Regions from separate parts of the Mus musculus genome. Here regions 1 and 3 are each linked to region 2. A link is a contact called in public Hi-C and HiChIP or PLAC-seq data. All regions are on one chromosome and are shown on one strand. The core of a region is the stretch at or near the end of the contact, and the rest is flanking DNA. Distances in the headings are between cores, read along the strand shown. Region 1 overlaps Pvt1 (Pvt1 oncogene). Region 2 has its middle 280 kb from the start of Gm41333. Region 3 overlaps Pvt1 (Pvt1 oncogene).

Region 1 (2,700 bases), core at 184-2,683, 210 kb before region 2:
GACATTCAACAGGAGGAGTTCATCCCGTTCTGGTTGGAGCTTTGGATGAACATGTACATTCCTTAAAAGTTCAGGAGTTGGAATATCAAGTCTGTGATATACAGTATGAGAGACAGCTAGACTTCCCTCATGTCATGAGAAGCTTTCATGAATAGCTATCCTGCCCCTTTAAAATACAGTGGGTTATCTTTGATGCCTCTTGATTCGCCCCATCTTTTCCTTACGGATACACTCATTTCCCTTCCTGCCCTAAGATACTCCCCAGAAGCTTACTAGATAAAGTTACCTGGTCTTGTGCTTCCTAGTGTCTAGAACCATGAGCTAAAATGAATCCCTTTTATTAATAAGCTATCATAACTAAGGGTGTTATATAGAAAGTAGACCAAAGATACCGATAGCATATATGTGTTGACTCTCCCCCTTTCCCTTTTGGGTTCCTCCCTAGCGTCTCTTTCCATGTCTGTTATTCTTAGTTCTTTGCCTGACTGTGCCCTTCCTGGCCTCCATTGGCTTTAATGATAGGGCATCTGTGGGCTTCTGCTTTCCTGCCTATAGACACAAGCCAGCACTACTCATTAGCCACAAGGTACATGTTGAAAGGTTGTTTCCGGTTGTCAGTTTTCACAGTAGTAACTGTGGCTCATTGTACTCTCCCTGTGACAGCAACGTCTTTTCAAACCACCTCCAATATTGGCCCATTTGTCTATTACGGTTTCTTGTGGTTTCATACCGAGGTTTTAGTACAGTGCCTTTGACCTAGAGTGTATTTTTAGTGCTAAAGGCGGAGCTCAATGAATGTCAAATCATGAAAGCAAATGAAGAGGAGGGATTTGTACATCTAGGGGGGGGGGGAATGTGCCTAATTGTGTCTTTTCTGATGACGTCTGTCTCTGATGATGCCCGGTCACATGCTTTCTTTGTGATGACCATCGTGATGGGTTCCGTAGAGGTGGGAGCAGCAGCTAAAGTCAAGAGCATTTGTGAGTATGACTCTAGCAGCTGGACACACAGAGAAATGTGCATCCCAGCTATAACTAAATCAAGAAAGGCCTGGCTGTGGAATTCACAGGGGTCCTTACTGGATTCACAGGCTTTGATATACCTTGAAGAAGTGACACTTTTTTCCCCCCTTGGCTCTCAGCCTTTCTTCCAGGCTAATTCATATTTACTTAGATGGCTCTAGATATTCTCTCACTAACCTGAACCTTTGGCATCAACACAGGCTTAAAGGACATACTTAGGGTCTCTAGTGTCAATTGAATGGCAGCATCCTGACTTTGGTCTTCAAAGCAAAGATGACACTGAAGTCTGCCCCTTCCAAACAAGGGCTACCCTGCCTGCTTCCAGAAGCAAAGCACGCCTTACCATCTGCTTAGGACTTCACAGTTCATAAAGTTCTTTCCATCCCGTCTGCTTTCTTTTTATTGCACAAGTGTTTACTTTTTATTGCTCAGTATTTACTGAGATACCGCAGGATGCCACTGTGCAGGGCGCCTGCGGTCCTTGAGGAAGAGCTGTTGTTCCCATGCCTAGGCAATTCAGAAGGCCATGGCTGGAATCTGGGGGCAATTGCATAGCCTGAAATCAGGCTGCTAGCTGTAGTGGCTTTCCCAAGAGAACACGGGGCTTCTGTTTCTGGACCTGTCTGATGAGGACACCCTTTCCTGTCTCCTGCCTTCTTCTCCAGCAGGGTTCCCCCTCCTTTCCTATTCCCCCACGTCTTCTCATCCCCTTCCCGTCTCCACTTACCCCCTCCTACCAGCTCATTTCTTCTGAAGATGAGCCGGATTCTTTCTACAGTACTTTTGTGGGATGTGAATCTGACTATGCAGAGCTGGGCCTGGGATTTGTGTAACTTCCCTTGAGAGCATAGCCTTAGCTCTTATTCTGTTATTCATTATTTGTAATGAATGCAGGATGCTCCAGTGCCCTCCTTGTCCTCAACTCTTCTGTGTCAAGTCAGGTGCTATAGCAGGTTGAGGTTCTAGCTATATATAAGCTACTATCTCTATCATTAAAATATTTCAGGTTGTTGGTGGCACATGCCTTTAATCTCAGCATTTAGGAGGCAGAGGAAAAAGGATCTCTTGAGTTTGAGACTAGCCTGGCTGGTCTACAGAGTGAGTTTCAGGACAGCTACAGCCACACAGAAAAACCTTGTCTTGGGGGTTGGGGTGGGGAATCTAGATATATTAGTCAGGATTGTCTTGAACGATAGAGCCAATGTGCAATGAAAGATAGACATGTATCTCAATATCTGTGTCTATATGGAGAAGGATTTATTTTTCATAAGGCATTGACAGAGATTATCATGGAGCTTGTGAAGTTCTGATGGTCTGCTGTGTATACCTGGAAACTAGAGAAGCTGGCTGTGTGCATAGACAGAATTATGAAAGAGTGTCTCAGCGCAAGTGCCCAGGCAGAGAAAGAATGAACTTGCTTCTCCTGCTTCCTTATTCAGCTTTCTAGGCATCCTTGAGTTCTGATCCTCAGTGGGCTGGATGATGTTCACCCATACTGATGTAAGCTACTCACCACACTCACTCACTTTCCCTCCCTTCTCTGGAAACACCATCATCAATCCTCCTTAGAAATGTCCTTAACTGGTTCCCTTTGTAGCTCTTGGCCCAGCCAAATTGACACACTGAGTAGACACAATGTATCTAACCATCAATTGAGACACTGGGGAGACACAATGTA
Region 2 (2,900 bases), core at 296-2,795:
ACAACACATATATTTATAAACTAGCCTCCAAAAACACTTATCTATGCTGTCCAAAGAGTAGACATAAGAATAGTCCAAATGAGAGGGGCCAGTAAAAAGTTACACTAAGCACTGAGGAGGAACACAATCTTAAAGTCACTGTTTCAATTAGAGAACGGAATTAAATCTCCAACGTCATGGAGAAAACAGTGTTTATAATGTTTCAAATCTTAATGTGAAAATGATCTGGAACGTCACAGAACTAGTAACAAATGCAAGGTAAGACGGGGCATGATAGGGAAAAAGAATGTGATAAACTCATTGTCCAATGGAAGAAGCAAGGGTCATGTCTTTGTAATGTGTTCGTAGCTTTATTTTTGAGGTGTATCTCTAGGTTCTGTTCACTAAGATGAGCATTTTTCTAATACATAATGAAAGTTGAAGAATATAAAAACTAACAAGGAAGAAAGCCCTGGAAGGTAAGTTATATCTGAAAAATAAAAACAACAACATCATCATTATCAACAACAACAGCCCCCCCCCCAGCAGCAGCAGCAGTAACAGCAGCAGCAGCAGCAGCAACAGCAACAACAACAACAACAACAACAACAACAACAACAACAACAACAACAACAACAACAACAAAAACTTTGAAAGCCATGTGAATTTTAGTCTATAAGAACCAACTAAATGTTTAAATCTATACTTCTGAGACAATAATGCAGATGGAGTTTGGGAGGTAACTGTGGAATCTCAAAGATGTCTACTCTTCTTGGGAAAGGTGAGCCACCACTATTGCCTATTTGGTCATGGTATAAAAGGTAGGAAAAACAGCCACAGAGCAACTCAATGTTCCTCATGATTCTGTAAGGTGACTGAGAAACACCCACTAGAATTCAGTTACCTTATAATAGAGATACAATAAGGGACTTTCCTTTCTTCAATTATTCCTCACCTCTGGGCTTGAGCTTTGGTATGCAGCAGCAGATGTTCGAGTCTACCCTTCCTAGTTCATGCTTCCTCATGAGGAAGATGTGGGTAAAAGACTTAGCTCAAAGACTCTTGCAGAATTCAAAGGCAGGGCTGTCCAGAGCTCTTAGCAAGAGATGTGGGAGGTACTTGTCACTGCTAGGTCCTTGTTTTCAAAGAACAATGAGCTAAATCTATCTAAACTCGGAGGCCTGTGTGCTAGGTAAGCTGTCAATGGAATGGTTCTCTGGAGAGTTTGTTCCTGATGTATTTCTGGAAAGAAAGAAACTGGGACCGAAAAGGGAGGTGGTGCTTATATCCAGAGAGGACCTAGGGATCTCATCTCTATTCAGTGCTCTGCTGTCATTGTAATTAACAGGCTTTCCTACCTTGAACAATCTTTTCTTAACACAATTCCCAACTACCTGTACAGTATATTGGGAGAGAAGCCCCTTCTATACTTACAGTTTCAATGACGATGGTTATTGATTTTTCCTTTAATAACTAACTTCTACATCTCTTTCCCCAGGAAGGAAACAAACCAAGCTATTTATGGCTCCCTCTTCATTTAGTTGCATAAGAGCAGTTCTTCTCGGGAAGGGTGCACTTCCGTACTTTGGGATCCTGCAGTCTAGAAAGGGAAACTCCTCTGATGAATCACTGACCAAGTCAAGGCTTGGCTGACCTCAAGTTTTCAAAACTGTGCCTTCTGCACCACATTCTTTGGGAAGTCTTCTCAGATTTCTCAGTATGTTGGAGTACCAACCAACAACACCCCTTCCTTCCTTCTGCCTATGTTCTTGCCTGTATGTGAGAACTCTGCCTCTGGGCCAGATTTCCTCAACTTTCACTAGAAAGTCGTGAAGAAACAATGGCCTCTATTCTTAGTAGCTGTAGTGGAGCACATGCAGGAGGTATGGGATGTTGCCATTTGCTTCTTTTTGCCCATGTTGAGGTTTATCTGTGTCCACACTGCTTCCTGAGTTCCTGCCATTTCAGAGTCCCTTGTCATTATGAGCCTATACAACAGTTGTGCTTTTAGTTTCCTGTATTAAGGTCCTTTCTTCTTGAAATATGCAGAGAGCCCAGTTTCTTCACATTCAGACTGTGAACCACCCAGCTGAATGAAGAGCATTGTTCTGAGGCAGTCCTTTTAGTACCTCCTTGCTGTTATCACCACAATCAGTAGCTTCAATGTTGAACCCCGGAGTGTGAAGCATAGCAGGAACTAGGAGTGTTTTATTCAGCTGCTGAGACACACACAAACACACACACTCATTCACAAACAGACAGAGAGACAGAAAGACAGAGAGATAGAGACACACAGAAAGAGACAGACAGAGACAGAGAGAAGCACCCCAGTATCACTTACATGGCAATTAGGATATTTCAAGCCCAAGTCTAGCTTGGTCTACAACTTTTATGCTTATCTGGGCTACATAGTAACCTCCTGTCTAAAGAGAACTCAAAGACTGAGCTCAGAGTAGAGTGTGTGCCTAGCATTTGAGAGGCCCCGTGTTCTATCTCTGACACCACAGAAAAAGAAATGAGAAAAAGGAAAGAGGCCTTTAGGGCCATCAGGAGTTGGTGGCTTCCCCAGACACATACTAGGAGCTCAGCAAAGGCCTCCTAGGGGGACCACAGCAAGGGGGGAACGAGGCTAATGAAACCAAGAGCAGTAAGTCAAGGATGCTGGTGAGTCATTTCGGTTCCACAGGGTTAACCATCTAACAACTATTAATCATTGGGAAACCAATTAAATTTCCCAATTCTTGCCACTTGATAACCATGTTCTGGTTTTGTGAAACTTGCCAACAATCACCAGTTAAAAAGGAGGGTGAGAAGAACTTAGCTGGATTCCCCGCTGTTGCAAGTGTGTAGCATATGGGTCACCTTCCTTCAAGTGATCATGCAATTGATGCTTTGTCACCTTGGAGATCCATGGAGGAAGG
Region 3 (2,785 bases), core at 226-2,725, 250 kb before region 2:
TAAAGGTACATAGTATGAGCTTGTCATGGGGAAATGCTTTTGACAGCTCACACGGGGAGCCATGCTTCGATAAAAAGGGCTGATATAGCAAGATCATGAGAGCTAAGGCAGGATGCTGGAATAGGGCCAGAAGGAAGGAGTCCGCAGAGATGTGGGGACGGGCTCCGAAACTGAAATCCAGATAGCTGTGAGCTTGAGCGGGAATTGACAGATGTCAGTTACACATCAGTGTCTGCCTTAGATTTTACCTTGAAGTAGACTTCTCCCAGGGTCCTTGAGGTGGGAAACTCATACACAGCACACAGGAGTGATGAGGCATGAGGTCAGGTTCTCTGCTAACATGACACAGGGACCAAATATTTTGTCCTGCACCTCCAACTTTCTAAAACTCTCTGAATTTTTTTTCCCTTTGATGAAACCTCAAACAAACCTGGCTTCAATTCTGATTTTTTTGTTTGTTTGTTTTTCTTTTCCTTCCTTCCTTCCTTCCTTCCTTCCTTCCTTCCTTCCTTCCTTCCTTCCTTCCCTCCTTCCCTCCCTCCCTCCCTCCCTCCCTCCCTCCCTCCCTACCTCCCTCCCTCCCTCCCTCCCTCTTTCTTTCTTTCTTTCTTTCTTTCTTTCTTTCTTTCTTTCTTTCTTTCTTTCTTTCTTTCTTTCTTTCTTTCTTTCTTTCTTTCTGAGACAGGGTTTCTTTGTGTAGCTCTGACTGTCCTGGAACTCCCTCTGTAGAGCAGGCTGGCCTCAAACTCAAGAGATGCACCTGCCCCTGCCTCCCCAGTGCTGGGATTAAAGGCGCACACAAGCACTGTGCGGCTTCAATGCTGATTCTTCAAAGTCCATGGAGGATTGAGTTCAGCCAGAGACCTGGCTTCAGCTTTTGAAAAGAAGGTGTATGTGTTTGCACATGTATGTGTGGGCGCTGCAAAGCTGGTCTGCACGTGCGGCCTTCCAGAGAATCCCTTTCTTTGCAGCTGATTCTCTCTCCTCTTCTGTACTATATCAAGGGCTGCATCCACTGAATTGATTCCGTTGGATTTGTAGAATCTGCTCAATGTGGTAAGGGGCCACTCTGGTTCATGCAGCAGGATTGCTGTGTTTCTGACTTCCTGTCTCTCTGTGCTTGCTGCTTGTGGGGCATTTCGAAGATGTCTCATTTCTGTGAGAAGGTGTGCTCATTTCGAAGATGTCTTGTGAACTCCAGCCATTTGTTTTCCTCTCCTACACTGCCAGGGACCCCTGGCCAGACTTTCCTGCAGCCTTAGGACCCTGTGTCTTTCTGCTTTACTTCTCTGTCTGTGATAGGGTGGCACCGTGTTTTTTCCTTAGGACCCAGATTGGCATGTATTGAAGGCATACTTTGTGCAGATGGAGACTGGTAGTCTGTCCTCAGAGCAGCAGCCTAACCAGTGTGTGGCTCAGCATGAAGACATGTGAGTCAGTTTCCTCCCTAGCATTGAGCCAGTGAGAATCCACACCCAGACCTCTGCCTGCCACCCTAATGCAGCTCTTGTTTACATAGGCCAGAGGTGCCCCTTCTCATGGGTCTGCCAATCCCCAAATACGGCCACAGCCAGAAAGTGAGAGGGTGCCCCTTATATAAGGCTCTGTGTGCTGGTCCCCAGACAATGCCGTTTCCTCGCCTGGCCATGTGTGACTGCATAACACCCCTTGACTCATTTCCTCTGGAAAACTCGGCAGGGCCACTTTGCCCTGCTTCCTGCTTCTGTCACACAGATTTCCTAGGAATACCACCTCCCTGTGCTGCTTCGGGTGTCTGAGATCTGAGTGGCAGGGAAGCTGCCTGAGGGTGCCCCTGAGCCGTCACGATGGGCATTCTAGAGAAAGAGAGGAGAGATGAGCAGCCTTGGTTCAGTTACCTTGAGAATTTCAATTGAGGAAAAGACAAATGCAAATGTTTCTCCCAAGCTTTGAGCTGGAAATTCTGGACTATTGTCTTTACGAGCTCTGTAAGGTTTAAAAGTCTTTAGATGCTTCCTGAAATTATGGGGACTCCCTTCTTGGGAGGGAGAATCTATTCTTGAGGGATGTGGGGAAAGTTAAAGTGATTTTCAATTCATTTTATGTTTCAGAGACCCTATCTCGTGTCACCTAGGCTGGCCTCAAACTCACTGTGTAGTCGAGGGATAACTGTGAAATGATCCTCCCTGCTTCGTATCCTGAGAGCTGGGATTTGTGGGCCTGCAACATACAGACTGCTGGCTTCGTGATGGTGGCTTGCCAGCTGCTCCCTGGAGAAGCAGTGCTGGGGTAGGACTGACTGACAGTCACTTCTGGGGCAGGCAGGGCTGGAGTTTTGTTCTGTTTGTGCTGCTGTTGCTTCTGCATATGCTGCATATGCTGGGATCCAACTGTCCCTATTTAAATTTTCTTTTCTTCATTTAAGTCTCCCCCACCCCCTCCCCAATAAGAAGGAAGTAAGCAGGGGTGCCTATTAGCTCGTTGATTGCATGGACAGCAGCACATTCACCTGTCTTCACTGTTCTTCTACAGGTTAATTTGATGCCTATTCAGAGAGGCCAGCTAGGTGTATCTCTGTCTGTCTGTCTCTGTGTCTGTCTGTCTGTCTGTCTGTGTATGCATGTGTACACATGTCAGTCTTTTCTATTCTAGATATTCTATTCTCTATTCTAGTTATTCTATATTTCAATTTTTCTATTCTAGATATTTCTAGACAGTATCTGTTGTGTGCTGAACCCCAAGGTAGGCATTTTCATTCATTTCTCAGTATGAATTCAGCCTGCGAGTGACAGATCCTGTATTTCTT

What was found. A called contact is a pair of places that touch in the nucleus more often than the background predicts. HiChIP or PLAC-seq counts read pairs in DNA pulled down with a chosen protein or histone mark.
Region 1: a Hi-C map of Th1 cells shows a contact between it and region 2, with 2.6 times the contacts expected there. The contact joins two enhancer-like sites. A contact is called at or near these places in 1 of 484 Hi-C or Micro-C datasets (Th1 cells) and 2 of 115 datasets of contacts at active chromatin or transcription factors (CD8 T cells and pancreatic cancer cells).
Region 3: a contact with region 2 is called in a FOXA1 HiChIP or PLAC-seq map of pancreatic cancer cells. The contact joins two enhancer-like sites. A contact is called at or near these places in 1 of 484 Hi-C or Micro-C datasets (nephron progenitors) and 2 of 115 datasets of contacts at active chromatin or transcription factors (microglia and pancreatic cancer cells).

What each region holds. Positions count from the first base shown.
Region 1 is chr15:62,177,293-62,179,992 of GRCm38.p6, forward strand. All of the region lies in intron 2 of Pvt1 (Pvt1 oncogene), which reads left to right. Among named protein-coding and RNA genes, the nearest start is that of Pvt1, 140 kb to the left of the region's middle. Within about 2 kb of position 1,434, at least 61 of the 459 cell types and tissues checked have an H3K27ac peak or open chromatin away from gene starts, as enhancers often do. A contact at or near this core is called in CD8 T cells, Th1 cells and pancreatic cancer cells, where this site is marked.
Region 2 is chr15:62,390,951-62,393,850 of GRCm38.p6, forward strand. No RefSeq gene overlaps it. Among named protein-coding and RNA genes, the nearest start is that of Gm41333, 280 kb to the right of the region's middle. Within about 2 kb of position 1,546, at least 86 of the 459 cell types and tissues checked have an H3K27ac peak or open chromatin away from gene starts, as enhancers often do. A contact at or near this core is called in CD8 T cells, Th1 cells and pancreatic cancer cells, where this site is marked.
Region 3 is chr15:62,137,801-62,140,585 of GRCm38.p6, forward strand. The region is part of intron 1 of Pvt1 (Pvt1 oncogene); the gene reads left to right. Among named protein-coding and RNA genes, the nearest start is that of Pvt1, 100 kb to the left of the region's middle. Within about 2 kb of position 1,476, at least 73 of the 459 cell types and tissues checked have an H3K27ac peak or open chromatin away from gene starts, as enhancers often do. A contact at or near this core is called in pancreatic cancer cells, where this site is marked.